3 separate regions of the Drosophila melanogaster genome follow, and regions 2 and 3 are each linked to region 1. The links are chromatin contacts, called in public Hi-C and targeted proximity ligation maps. All regions are on one chromosome and are shown on one strand. The core of a region is the stretch at or near the end of the contact, and the rest is flanking DNA. Distances in the headings are between cores, read along the strand shown. Region 1 holds the start of Slmap (Sarcolemma associated protein). Region 2 holds the start of cta (concertina). Region 3 holds the start of lt (light).

The links. Hi-C and Micro-C count contacts between places; a contact is called where the count stands out from the background.
Region 2: a Hi-C map of the Kc167 cell line shows a contact between it and region 1, with 1.9 times the contacts expected there. A contact is called at or near these places in 1 of 107 Hi-C or Micro-C datasets (the Kc167 cell line) and 1 of 7 datasets of targeted methods (the Kc167 cell line).
Region 3: a contact with region 1 is called in a targeted proximity ligation map of the Kc167 cell line, with 4 times the contacts expected there. A contact is called at or near these places in 1 of 107 Hi-C or Micro-C datasets (the OSC cell line) and 2 of 7 datasets of targeted methods (both in the Kc167 cell line).

The regions. Positions count from the first base shown.
Region 1 is chr2L:22,576,772-22,581,784 of dm6, forward strand. It overlaps Slmap (Sarcolemma associated protein), which reads left to right and starts at 2,301. Exons shown (of 4, transcript NM_001042934.2): 1 at 2,301-2,481; 2 at 3,050-4,362. The coding sequence starts at 3,070.
Region 2 is chr2L:22,979,155-22,984,167 of dm6, forward strand. It overlaps cta (concertina), which reads left to right and starts at 2,662. Exons shown (of 6, transcript NM_001273767.1): 1 at 2,662-3,439. The coding sequence starts at 3,044.
Region 3 is chr2L:22,922,905-22,927,917 of dm6, forward strand. It overlaps lt (light), which reads left to right and starts at 1,891. Exons shown (of 12, transcript NM_001042950.3): 1 at 1,891-2,021; 2 at 2,078-2,203; 3 at 2,256-2,426; 4 at 2,477-2,594; 5 at 2,662-3,015; 6 at 4,534-4,861. The coding sequence starts at 1,992.

The sequences.
Region 1 (5,013 bases), core at 1,051-3,550:
TACAAATGAAAACAGGTGGTTTAGCATGATGCGCTGCAGGAGTAGGTCGGGCTGCCCTGATATGTTGACGTAGTTGCTCGGTAAGTCGGTGATCTTTGCTGAAAGCGCTTGGAGTGTGTCCAGTCTGACAATATCAGAAGATATCGTCCTCCAGGAAAGGTCTTGGCGTTAGTACCTGTTTTCGCCGTGATGCCAGACCGGGCTTCAGTCTGGGCGCCACACTACTACTGCCAGGAAGAGTCTTTCCTTTCCTTCGGGATCCAAGGAGAGTAGCCGTTGAAGGCAAATCCACTCGAACGGCGACAGTATCGATAATCCCGTATTTTAGCTGTCTTGTAGAGCTGGAAAAACATTGATGTTTACCTCCATCGATGTATCAATACATCGAAATTTTTAAGGGTGTTTTTTAATGTATTTTAGTCATTATCATATTAAAAATGAATACCAAAACTAAATCAAAATGGGTAAAAGTTCTTTATAAATTTAAAATTCATACTTTGGTGTTTTTATTGCCTGAAAATCAAAATGAAACTTAAAACTACTTTCTCGTCAAACACAAAAATTATAATGAAAAATGAATTCAATTTAAAAGAAAATAAAACAAACATCGATAAAGCTGCAAACTATAATTAAGATATGCACTCATTATACCCGTTACTCATAAAGTAAAAGGTTATACTAGATTCGTTGAAAAGTATGTCAGGCAGAAGGAAGCGTTTCCGACCATATAAAGTGTAAATATTCTAGATCAGGATCAATAGCCGAGTCTATCTGGCCTCTCTCCGTATGAACGTCGAGATCCCAGGAATTTTAAAAAGCTAGAACACAGAAAAAGACGCAGCGCAAGTTGGTTGACCCATGTTGCCACGCACACAAACCTGCCAGCCCCACTCTAACGCCCTAAAACCTCCCAAAAATGCCGCGCAAAACACACATTTTTAAACCTTTTTTCGATATTTTTTTCATAATTCTATTAGTCGCTAAAATTTATATCGATATGCCAAAAACTTTTTACACGCCTACTCTAACGACCAAAAGCCGTCAACCCGGTCACGCCCACAATTTTGAACAATTTGTAAACTTTAACCGTTGCATGCTCTAAAGGTTAAAGTATTGCCTTCAAATCCTCGAAAATGAATATTTTATTCGATATTTACGGCAATAACCAACCCTTTGAGAGTGTTCAGTCAAAGACACTACAATAATTCTTTATTATTCTAGAGACTTTGGTTCAGTAGAACAGTTGCGATAGCAACCTTTGTAATCAAAAATCGTTTCAGCAGGTAAAACGCGCCATTCCAACTGGATTTTCTATACATATATATTTTATTTTCTATAACCTATTTCTATTGTTTCAAACTATATGGGCGTTCATCAATTACTGTGCGGATTAAGTTTGCAATGTTTTCAGAAAAATAAGTTGTTTCGTCGAAATCCGAATCCGCGCAAGTCTGAGCCAATGTAGTAGCGTAGAGCACTTGTTTTCGATTCGTCAACGTTTCATTATTTTGTCAATAAATGACAGAATTGACTGCTGTTGCCTTTGTGGCAATTCACTGACTGTTAAATTAATATGTATCCTCATTACGTGGCAAGACAAGTTAGTATTATTCGCACTTGTTTGGTGTCTTGCCCCACTTAATACATTTGTCTGTCTTGCCATTAGCCGATTAGCTTAGCAAGATCTTTCCCTGCAAATGGTGATGGGTAAAACAGAAAAATCTAACATCGATGTCCGAAAATTTCGATGTTTCCGATTTTTTTTTAAATATCTATGTAGCGCTATCTCCGATGTTTCTTCCAGCTCTATTTTGTAGTTTGCGAGATCACAGCCTTCAGTCAGACAGACCGGACCTGATCGAATAGTGTTTATGATCAGGAGTACACTATACTTTAAGGTTCGGAAACACATTTTTATGCCGACTACAAACATACCCTTAACCTTTCTAGCATACGACATTGCTCTAAAACATTTTAAAATTCCGAAATCTCCTTTCTTATTATAACAATTTTAGAAAATTATTTGTTTCTTTTTATTGGAAATGTAATTGCAGAACATTTGTATGCCGACTACAAACATACTCTTAACCTTTCTAGCATACGACATTGCTCTAAAACATTTTAAAATTCTTAAATCTTATTTCTTATAAAAATTTTAGAAAATTATTGTTTGTATTTATTGGAAATGAAATTGCAGAATGGAATGGTTCTATCGTTGCATGTCAACATAGAAACTGGTATATGGTATATAAACTGGTATATTGTATATTATTATATACAATAATGCTTAGCGCTTTTTTCATCGTTCCGTGTTCATCACCAGTTGATTGTCGCTATTTTGACGGAAATATTTTAAGTATGCACACAAATTTACCGCGAAACCAGGTGTTTTTGTACAACAATTGTTCAAAGTTAAAGAAAACTAAAAAACACGGGTAGAAGGTTGCAACAATTAATACAGGAAAATTACAAAATTCCAAGGTAAGCCAAGCGTGCATTGTAAAATAAAGGTAAAAACGTTGCGCAATATCAAACATTTATATTATTGCGAATTTAATGTTCTTGAACTTAAGCGGTCCTCCCCGTACCATATAATTTATTTTTAAATCAAAAAAGTAAACAATTTCCAACCGTTCCAAACATTTTTAATGCCTGGTTTAAGTTGTCGTAATTAATCGGCACATCCTTAACTCGAAAATTGCTTAATTCATAAGAATGACCAACTAATGGCATAGTTTTTTGTTTACAATAATTCTTGAAAACATTGCTATTGAACGTACATATTTTTGTATCAAATGCAAATTCATTCTGTATGTATGTATGTATGTATGTATGCATTTACATATGTGTGTATATCTTATGTGGTCGGAAACCTTTTCAAATTTTCATCGGGAAAAGACAAATTTTATAGTTACATTAAATTAAAGCAGGCCTTTAAAATTTGGATTCATTGTCAATGTTTCGGCTAGTCGGATTTGTCAAACAGCAGCCACTCGTGTATTACTAATTACTAACTTGTTAATCCGCTTTTGTTCTCGTATCCCCAAAGGTTTGTTTGGATGTAAAGTAATGGTCTTGGTGTGCAATGAGTGGTTAAAAAATAATGTTGATGAAGACCAGACGTCAAGTTCATTATCGCCGACGCCAGCATCAGGAGCAGTCGGATCAACGGCATTAAACAGAACTGGCACAACCGACACGGCCACGGAATTACCTCAGACGACCAGATATCCATCCGGGGAAGAACCTGCTGTGAAGCCAGAGGAGGCGCAATACGCTTTAAACATGGAAACTGAAAAAAATTTGGAGCAGGACAATTTCTTTCATATAATGGACATAAAAGAAGATATGGCTGATAGTAACAACGAGGCGTCCACGAAGAACCAGGAAAATAATAATATGGAACTTTGTGATTCCAACACAGTATGTATTGACCGACGTCCGGCTGAAGTTTCCCAGCATGCTATGAATATGGCCATGAACTCTGTGCTGAATGCAAATAACACCGGGGTTGGAGTTCGAGTAACTACTGCCTGCAGTCTGTTTAGCCCACTAGGAGTACTAAACAATAGTGCTTTACAAAGGGAGGTGGCATCGGAATGCGGCACTTTACAAGTCTCTTCAGTGCCCCCAACTTCTGGCGTAGATCTAGACATAGGATTGGAGTCTGCCCCAACGCCATGTAAGGGTGCAGCAAAAATCGTACTCCTATGTGAACCAAAGTCGCACAAGTTTGAAACGAGATCTATATTGCTGCAGCCCAACCAGGATTGCAAGGTGGGCCGCCTTATAGCTAAAAGTAAGGCGGGTGAGGGGAACGCTATATTTGACTGTAAAGTATTGTCAAGAAACCATGCGATTTTGTGGTACACTCCAGACGGTAAATTCTGGGTCAAAGACACAAAATCCAGCAACGGTACCTTTATTAACGACAACAAGTTGGGTAGTGATCCAGCGGAACTACATTATGGCGATATTGTGAAGTTCGGCGTTGAGGTAATTGAGAATTCACGTCAGGAGGTACACGGGTGTATCCTGGCCCGTGTCGCCCTCTTTCTACCCAATGGACAAGAGGCCATTTCAGTTGAGGCAGAGCAGATGATGTTGACTGTGCCTAACCGAATCAGCTTTGATGAAGTGCAGCGCCTAAGCTCGTTCCTCCAAGAGGCTGCACAAAGGGAAAAATCTCTGAAAGCTAAATTAAGCAGCTTGCAAGGCGTCCTTGATAACACCAGAAAGAACTCTGCGATGTGTTGGCAAAGCATGATCACTGAAGACCAATTGCTTCACAAGATAAATATTCTGGAAAAGAAACTGCAAATGATGGAAAAGAACATTCCAGAGAATGCACTGCGAAACGAGGTAAGTCCCATTAGCGACCGATTAAAAAATTAAGCCTTTGTTTATTTTTTACAATTTTATCCTGTGATCCTGGACAACTATGAAAGCAAGAATACTGGTATTAAGCATGAAACTAAGCAAAACCTCAAAAACCTTTCACACGAACAATTAAAAAAGTTTGTTCATAAATACGTACACACCTTTCCGTTAGCCTGTATAACGGAATCTCTAAAAAACCATTTTTGCACACTTGTGTTTTCCTTTTAATTTAAAGATTTCAATATGCAAATTTTTAATAAATCTGTTTCCCAAACCGGACAAGATAAAATAAATTGAACCAAATCTTATAATGAATTGTCTTAACTACAAACATAATCAAAATGTTTAATGCACAAAAATTAAGCAAATCTGAATCTAAGCAATTTAATTCGGTCCCATCAAATTATATCTAGTGGTTGTGCCTTTAAAACAAAGCAGTATATAATGGCTTTAGAGTTTCATTTTGTTATTCATTCATTGATTCCTTCATTTTTATTATTTGAATACGCATTAATTATAATCATTTGTATAAGGTGTATTGTATTTTAATTGTGAGCAAATGGTATTTTGGTGCCACCGATTGGTGCCAGTGGAGTAATTTGTTATACATATTTTGTAAACGTTACTTTTTAT
Region 2 (5,013 bases), core at 1,412-3,911, 400 kb after region 1:
GATACATAAGTGGGAACAAGTGCAGCTTATCCCACTATCGGAAATCTAGGCGCGATTTCCCCGCTCTTAAATTGTTTAGATTTCCTGAAAGGGATCCAACAATGCTAATAAGATGGGCGGAAAAATGCCAATTTACAGAAGATTTTGTGGCGAGCACTTCATCACTGTTTTCGCTTATAAAAAATTGTCAGATGAGAGACAAATTAGAATTAAACATAAATATAAATGTGTAAACGGTAGCTAATTCGAGCGGCGATTTTAACAAACAAATTTAAAAAGCTTTAAAATTATAATTGTCAGGGCGCAAATTTTTAAAAATTATTTTATTTTATCATATTGCTACGAAATTGGCAAAAAAAAAAAACTACCCTAATATGTACAATGTAAATTCATTTCTTCGATCAGAATTGATTTCGGCCCGAAAATCGTCTTCTAGCACAACACGCACACATATACGCGTTCCCGTCTCTTGTTTTTACTCACACAAGCAAGCAAATTCTATTTTTAGATTTCTTACGTTCTCAGCGTGAGCGAGCGGAAAGAGAGCAATTTTGGCCGTCACCAAAAAAGTGGCTGCATAGTGCCAAACCAATGTATGGCCGTTACGCATCTTGTTATTCTAGTGTCTTTGCTCAAACTGTAGGGCAATAACTTGTACGTTCGGTAGTGGCTTGAACATGATCCAATTTGGCTTAATAATCTGGTAACTGTGCATTAAGAGTGCCCATTCGGAGAGTTCTCTTTTCTTTGAGGTATAGCTTTGGATATCCTTGCAGCTAAGCAGAGTCAAAAGGGCTGATGGTGTAAGTCTCATCTCTTGGGCGGCTTTGTCAGCGAGTTTGTCAGTTGTCAGCGAGTCCGTGGATTCCTTGATGATTGGGAACCCAGAGTAAGGTGACCACAAAAGTGGTTGAGTCGTTGACTTTAGAACCATTGGTATTAATTCAGTTTTTCTTTTTCTTTCTTTTTTTTCAGCTTTGTAGATCTGAAGGCTGTTTGAAACCCCAATGTGCATAGGCAGGGTGAGGTCAAGTTGCTTGATGTAGTCAGCGCAACGTGTTAGAGTGGATATGCATTAAAAATTCAGCTTTTGCTTGAAAATGGCTCCGAAGTCATGGGTTAGCAGGCAGTTGGACGTGGTGTACAGCTTCGAGATTAGCATCAATGTAGTTTCTTCTACGCGGAATTCCGCCAAGTTATCCAACCCATAATATAAACTCTGCCCATTTGATAAGCAAATTTCACACTCCAATCTCAACAGCATTGCCTTTGCCCTTGTTTTTGTCGCCAACACTTAGCCTGCTTTTGTCCTTGTATTGTCGCCAACACTTAGCCTGCCGCAGATTGGAAGACGGTAGTCAATTTTAAATAGCATTAATGCGTGCGTAATCGTAATATCTATGAGAGTCTTAGTTATATGTACGAATATTTAGATGATAGAAATTTAATAATGTGAAATCTAGTTTCCAGTTGTTTTCTTTGAATCTGACAGTGCTGTTTGAAAAGTAGTTTGCAGTCGAAGGTCATCCCCAAATTTTTTAAAAAGTTTACATCATTTATTGTGCGGAGAGATTACAACGTTTTTTCCGTCAAATTATAATAGTTGGCATTTTTCAATGGCAGAGAGGTATTTTCGTGCAATATTTCTAAAAATTTTGTGCTGACTGTATGAATATTTTTTATTTTTGTAAAGTGAGATGTAAATATATTTTTGCCGAGTTACAATGTTATTTATTTCTTCAATTGCAATCATAAATAAAACCGCAGAAATTGGCGAACCTTGCGGAATTACATTGTGTAAAATGTTTGAATTCGATGTGACATTGTTTATTCGAACCCTGGTAGTTCCGCCGTCCAGGGCGGCCATGCTGCACCCCGGGCTATAAGACGGATGCAAAGTACAGTACGCTGTCATCAAGTCTGATCACCGCTTCCGAAATAAAGCCTTCTGCCCAGCTCTCTTAAACAATATTAAGCTTAGCTTTAATTAGTTGACAGCCTTACAAAGAATCTAAACGAATTCCAAAAATCTTAAACACAGGTGGCGAGCACGCAAAACGGAATAAATATTTATTTATTTATTTCTCTATGTAAGCTAATGGCCATGATATTAAGATTAAGATATAAAAATATTTTTTGAATCTTACCTAGCTTTAGTGTATTGGATCAACCTAATATCGAAATAAAACAGAATGCGAATTAAACCAATCAATGCTACTGTATCCATAGCAAAAGTTAAAAATGTTTTTTTTTTTTTAATTTTCATCCCATACAGGTCATCCTATAAGGGAACGTGCCCTCTCCAAAAGTCACTTCATTAAAATAAAGTTTTAATTTTAAAGAAATATTCTACAACCAATTTTTTTATTAATGTTATTGTAACTGATTTGTTTTGTTCCCAATTAAAGAATAATATTTTCTTCTCATTTTCTTTTTATCTTATATGCTTTAAAATTTAAAATTAAATTATAAATTACATTCCTGGTAAACCCGATATAATAATTTGTTTTTAATAATTCTTTACACTAAAGAGCTGGACCTGTTGCTTATAATATTGTCAAATTGGTTCACATATGGAACCAATTTCACCGAAAAACTGATCTGTGGGAACATGGTATAACAAAGTTGACACGAATGTTTATGTTTTATATACAGGCAAAAATTATTATCACCGCTGTTGTTTGCTCCATATATAATTACAATTATATTCCTAAAGAAACGTAAATGTAATGGCTGAGAGTGTCATAACCTAATAACGATCACGTTCAGTGTCTTATTGGTGTGAACTTTATTCCGGAATTTGTGTTGCGTTTAAGTCTGATGCCATGTAGAAATAATGGTTATGGCTTTCAGATGGCAACATCGCCTTTTAATCTAATATGAGGCCTACAATTAGAATATGCAGAATTCAAAAAGTGTTTGTTTATAAATTAAAGCGAAAGCAAGACGATGAGCATCTGCTGTTAGTGTGGGGAGTGTTTGACGTATTGGTGTTCGTGTGTGTATATAGAAAGTGCGAGCATCAGGCGTTGGCTTGCCAGCGATGTCTGGCATTACATTGACCAAATTAACTCAAGAACGAATTTCCATTCCAAACAACAATGTCATCACGAACGGCGTCGAAAACAACATAGATAGTGACACGCTTAGTGGTACTCTGACTCATCTTATGGAAGAGCATCGCACGCGGGTGGGAGCGGTAACTGGACCAGAAGCAGCGACCACGTCTACAGACGGCCTAATATCGAATGGAGCAGAGCGACTGCGACTTCAGGGCAGTCGGCTTCAGACCTCGCGCTTTGCTTGCTTTCGATGTTGCGGAAATATTATCACATATCTAGTAAGGCTGCGTAGTACCCCTGAGGAACTGGAGCAGCGCTACAAGTCCAAAGAGATTGATAAGTTCCTGGAAAAAGAAAAACACACCTTTCGACGTCAGGTAAGGTGATTTAGGGATATCGATTTCTAACCCTTGCTGTTGGTTATTTTATTTAAATGTTAACAACGAAGTAAAGGAGATATTCGACAAATTAAAGTCTATGTACAATGGCGGAAAAATTATAATGTGTTTAAAATGTAATTTCTGTACAATGTTATAAGCATATATTTAATTTAAAAAGTTACGTTTTTTTGCTAACAATTCTAGAATTATACGTATGTGTTCTTAATTAACAGGACTAGGCAAGTCGGTCGAGTAGTATATATGTACATACATACATACATACATACAACAAGCGCTATATATTTGTAACCGAAAAATATAAAAACAAGAGAAATCCTATAGTTGTGAGCTCCGCAAGTATAAGATACACGCTACTTAGGTAATGGAAGACTTCCTACTTCTTGAGGCCCGTCCCGTCTCGAGCACGAAACCTAGTCCCAAAAAAAGCCCGGGGCCCTGCCCAAGCTAAACACGAACAAATTAAAAAATAAAAACAATGCAATTTTTTTTAATTTAAAGTATGTCGGTTTTCTTATATTTATATTTCTTATATTTTGTAAACAAAGTTGATTGCAAAAAACTTAATATTTAGTACAGTTTTGGTGTTTTAAACATAATTTATGACAAGTTTTTATTTAAAAATATTTTTTTTTTTAAATTAGAACATTTTAAACGTGTACATCGCTCATTTAATACAATTCCAGAGGTAGAAAATAATCTTTTGCTATTCGCTGAGCTTGCCGGAATGGCAATTCAATAACTTGAGTTCACTACATTTCCAAAATTCTAACACATTTTGGTCTGAAGTAGCTGCACAGCCATTTAAATATTTTTCTATTTCAATATCATAAGAATTTAGTTGTAACTAAGTTTTTTTGAAAAATTTTTAATCCTGAAATTCTGCAAACAGTCCTAACCCCTTTTTATCTGGGCTTGCAGTTCTTAATCCTATAAAACTCCTCATCACTTTGCATTTCTGAAAGCATTGCTTTGACAGTTACAATTACATTCTCCTTAACTTTTGGCGATAAGCAACACATTTCCTTAACGGGAGAATTTAAGAAGAGTCCAACATAATGTGCCGTTTATGGTGCACATCTTTTATGTAAAGAATTTAACGTATTATTTTTCAGCTGAATTATGGTTTCAGAATCGAGCATTTCACTGGCGCACATCTTTAATACTTTCTCCGATCACAAACAAAATAGATTTATCGATATTAGAATCCAAACTGTATTCTTCCATAATTTCCTTAACGTTATTGAGGATGTTCTCGCCTGTTAGATTGTGACAAACAAGTTTAACTTTCGGTTCTGCCTGCGGGCTTTTTTCTTAGGGCACGAAAGACGAATTTGAGGCCCGAACCCAATTTTTTTGGCAAAGGCCCGCGGGCCTTGAAATAAAGCCCGGCCCGCGCTGCATCATCATTTAAAAAACATTATAATGGTCCACATTACAAAATTTTTGCCAGGCACAGTCTATCAAATACTTTTGCAAAACGGACTTAATTGTTATAGGCATTTTTTAAAATAAATCTCCATTCAAGAACAACATTTTGTTTTTTATAAGCA
Region 3 (5,013 bases), core at 641-3,140, 350 kb after region 1:
TATCCGTGCGCTAAATGGAATGGGGTCAACGGAACAAATTGCTGGAAGTGCGCCCATGTACTTATCCAAAAGCTGGGTGCGGAGATTCATGCGAAATGGGTGGAGCATTTGGAAGACCCATTGTTCAAAAATGCAATTACGACGTGGGAATCCATGACATCGTTTGTGGTGCAGCGATGCAGGACGCTGGAGAACATGGTGTTCGCCATGGCAAGTTAAGCACTAGACAATCATTTGGAATGTAACAGAATATCTGGTTTGCGTAAGTTTACCCTTCTTGACTCAAGCCTCAGCCCTGCGAAATGTGTCTTCTGCAGTGCTTCTGGTGCCCAGTTCAATTTATTACTGCCAGAGGTTTACGAACCTGAACCCAGAAAGTCGGGTTTAAGAAGCGAAGGAACTGGCTCTTTATTTGAATTGCCTCAAGTCTGGGCATCAACTGAGGGAGTGCAACTCCGGCATTTGCCGCGCGCATCTATGCACCACAGCCTGCTTCACCTAGAAAACTTGGCCTCGCCTTCCCGTCATAAAAGATCACCTGAGAAACGCTTACTTCTCACTCGCATCCTCTGCACTGAATCCTCTGCAGCTCCTTAGCCTCTTAGCTCCTTGACGTGCTCTGCTCAACTGCACATTAAAACAACTCAATTCGCAAATAAGCTTCAACTCAGGAAGTCAAAATCGGCAGCTTGTTTTACCGTAATAGGCGATTTTTCAGACAGATGGTTTGTCAGTAAACATTCCAATACGATCTTAAACGTCTATAATACTCGACCAACATCACTGCTGGTATTGCATCCGATATAATTAAAAGTCAGCCGTCCTTGAATATTGACATTAGCAACTGGAACATACCCCAAAACCTTAGGCTCGCGGACCCAGAGTTTTATCGTTCTCAACAATTTATTACTGCCAAAGCTTTAAGAACCTGAACCCATCATGTCGATTGGAAGAAGCAAATAGACATGCTCTTTGTTTAAGACTGGGCATCAAGTAAGGCAGTGCAACTCCAGCAATTGCCGTGTGTGCGGATCTAAGCACCACACCCTGCTTCATCAGGAAAACTCAGTCTCGCCTTCAAAACATAAAAGATCACAGACTGAAGCTTGCCTCTTACTCGCATTATGCCGAAGAACCACCTGCATTGCCTGGAACGTGTGCTGCTCTTCTTGCACAGGATCTTGGTAAGGATGTTTTGCTCCTAGCCTCTGGAACCATATTAGTGAGGAACCGTTAATAAATCTTCGTCCGTGCTTATTAGCTAAACATGAAGAGGACTTAGAATTTCTGAATCAATTGATGTCTTTGCAAGCCTTCAGCTCGATATCTGTTGACAAGTATGCTTATAAAAAATGTGTACCCACAAAATACACTATAAAGAATTTATTTAAGTATTTAAGTGTAAGCAAATTGTCGATAACGGCATTGCTGCCTATCTAAAACTTTTGATGAAAGCTGAAAGTAGACCAAATTACTTACTTTATTATAAACATTAATATATAACATACCTTTATTTAAATTTTTCAATATTTTTTTTAATATCGGTAGAAAGTTGGAAAAAATACGAAAACTTAAAACAAAATTAGAAATTGTTCAAAAGTGTGGAAGTGACACAAGATTTTCGACAAATCGATAGAAATTTACAATACTAAAAATATATGAAAAAATGTCATAAAATTTTCAATAGGTTTGGGCGTGGCAGTTTTGGGAGGTTTGTTATTATATTGAATAAAAAAATTTCGTTTATTTAAGCACAGAACCCTTAATTTTTTACCTTTAAAGTCAAAAATTCAACTTATTTCTCAGCTTGTAAACAGTTTCTTGACAAACTGTATATATATTAGTGGGACACAGCTATAACATCGAATAATAAGACCGTTTTATAGTAATTATTATTGTCTATGGCGCTATTAGTAAATGTAAATAATAAAATAATACATCAGCTTGTGTATTTTCGTTGTTTGAAAATCAGAAATTTCCGTTTGCTTTAAATGGCTAAAGCGTTGCCGCTCATCAGTTGTGTATGATTTGTGGATGCTTTGCTAAACGCATGTTATTAAACTTTTGTTCATTCCAGGACTCTTGGGCCGATAGCATAAATGAGGAAGATGTGGAGCCCAAATTTAAGTATCACCGTCTCGCAAATGATTTAAAATACATGCTCAACGCTGATGTCATCACTTGTAGCGCTGTACACTTAAAGGTGTGAGCCAACCACATATTATATAAGTATTTTAAAAAACGTACATATTTAGTTTCTTATATTTGGAACTTTCCGAGGACGTGTTTGTATATTTGACCATCAAGGAAACTCAGTCTACTCAAATCTTAGCGCTAGCGAACGTCACACTCACCAAGTGGCAGTAAACAATATAGATGTAGATCATAAGGGCGAGTATGTGGCCACATGCTCCGACGACGGAAAAGTGAGTATCTGAGCTTGATAGCAATATAAAACTTAATTCTCTTTGCCTAGGTTAACATAACGGGATTGTTTAGCTCTGATAACAATCACAGTCTCAGCTTTGGCAAATTTATAAAGGTCGTATCACTGGAGCCCGATTCCAAAGCTCACATTAAAAGATTTGTAGTGGGTGAGTAATATGAATATTTTCTGTTAATTTATCGAGAGCAATTATTCTTTTTATTATTCTTTTGCAGGCGACGACAAACTTATCTTGTACGAGCGAAACTTGCTAAAGAAGCTTAAACCAGTTGAACTGTGCTCAGTCGAAGGCAGTGTTTTGTCAATCTGCTGGCATGGCAACTTTATTGCCTGGGCAAGTCACATAGGAGTTCGAGTCTACGATTTAAACGAAAGATGCTCACTTGGATTAATAAAGTGGGAGGTTCCTCCTCAGGAGCGATTAGAAAATTTTCGATGCCACCTTCGTTGGTCCAACAAGCATACATTATTAATTGGCTGGGTAGACACTATTCGAGTTTGCGTAATTCGAAAGAGAAATTCAATCGAAGCTTCAACTGGCAATCTGCCTGTCTACATTGTGGATCCAAGTATGTAAAGTTTATTAAAAAATCAACAGTGATTTACCGTAACCAAAGACATTAGAATAACAAGATGCGTAACGCTATTATTATTGAGTTTTATTATTACTAGTTTTTGTTCAAGAGCGTGAGAGTGGAGAGCTCTACTGCCATCAGCTCTTTTCTACGTATACAGAGACAGCTTGTATGCACACGTATGCTTATTCATTGTAAATTTGACAAAATGTGCCCTTCACTTTACAAGTTCTTAGACTTTAAATCTATATTATATATGATTAATTGGTACCATATAAAATATTCATGTTTTGCATTGCTTAAGGCAATGATATTATTATTTGAATAACACTTAGAAATAATAAATAACAAAATAAATTTCAAGTATGACTATATTAGAATATTTATCATTCAAGTATTCAGCTTGCGACGTGTTAAAAATTAGAGTAGACATTGGTTATTAGGTGCTTATAACCGCACGTCGTGCCTCAAGAATTCAACTTTGCATTAAACAGGTAGCATATTTGTATTTATTTTATAAATATTAACTTTTAACTATGTATGTTTGTATTATTTTTATAAAATATATTTTTAAATATGTATTTCCTTTTTTTGAAAATTATTGTTTTAAATTACAAAAGTAATAATAACAATTCCGGATCGGAACTTAATTTTATTTATAAGTTGAAATATTGATTAACTTAATGTTAATGCTGTAAAAGGTATTGCTCACAGTAACCTGTTGAAATTTTGCAACGAAATTGACCAAAACTTCAAATATGTAAATTCGATTCTTATATCAAAATTGATTTCAGTTTGAAAATCGTCTTCTAGCCCAAGTAGGCACACATATACACGTTTTCGTTTATTGTTTTTACTCACAAAAGCAAGCAAATATTATATTTATATTTAGATTTATTAGGCTCTCAGTTATTTTTTCTAAAGTCCCCAAAAAATTGCCGGCATAGGACAAAATCAATGAGTGGCCGTTACGCATCTTGTTATTCTAATGTATTTGCCGTTACTAAGTGTTCTGTTGACCGTTTTGCAGGTGTAAGGAGGGGCGTGGCCAAAGTGTTTTTGGTATACCGATGGCAAGAGAAATAATAAAACAAAGAATAATTGAAACAGTTCAGGTTCGGTTTATGGGCGTTAGAGTAGGCGTGACAAAATTTTTTTTTTTAAATTTGCAAGATACAAAATATCAAAAGGGGTTGTGGCAACATTTGAACACACAACAAACTTGACCTGCGTCTATGCCTTTAGAACCTGTATGCTTAATCTCAACTTTCTGGCGTATGTAGTTCCTGAGATCTCGACGTTCATACGGACGGACAGGCCAGATCGACTGATCAAAAAAAATGTATATATATCCTTCAGATGGTTGGACAAACTTCTCTCTATGTGTTAAATACTTTTCAACGAATCTAGTATATTCTTTCATTCTACGAGTAACGGTTATAATGAAATATTTTGGGCTCACGCAGTGAAATTGAAAATCCTCACATTTATAATTTCACTTTACCATTGCAGTCTCGACATTTCAAACAACTTTCTACGTATGTGGGCTTGCACCATTATCTGCAAAGCAATTGGTTGTTCTTGGCTTTCGCAAGGAAAAAAGCTCTTGTTTTAAAGCCCTACGACCTGTATTATGCGTTATTGAATACAAAATGAATAATAGCGAGGAAATCTGCACAGACAGTTTAACTTTACGCGGCTTTGAGGAGTACACCGTGAATGACTATAGTCTGGGTGGCATAATCGAGGAGAATCGCTTTTATATTGTGGCCCCAAAGGATATTGTGGTAGCTAGTCTTATTGAAACAGATGATCGTATAGAATGGTTGATTAAACACAGGTAAGCCAATAGTCCTATATTTTCATGACATTAATACACTAATAATCTACACTACTACTTTTTCATCGGAGAATTACTGTTAGGTATTCATATTTTGGCTTAATTACTGCTCAATTTGTTCTACGGACTTATTGCTAGGTAAACCATCACAA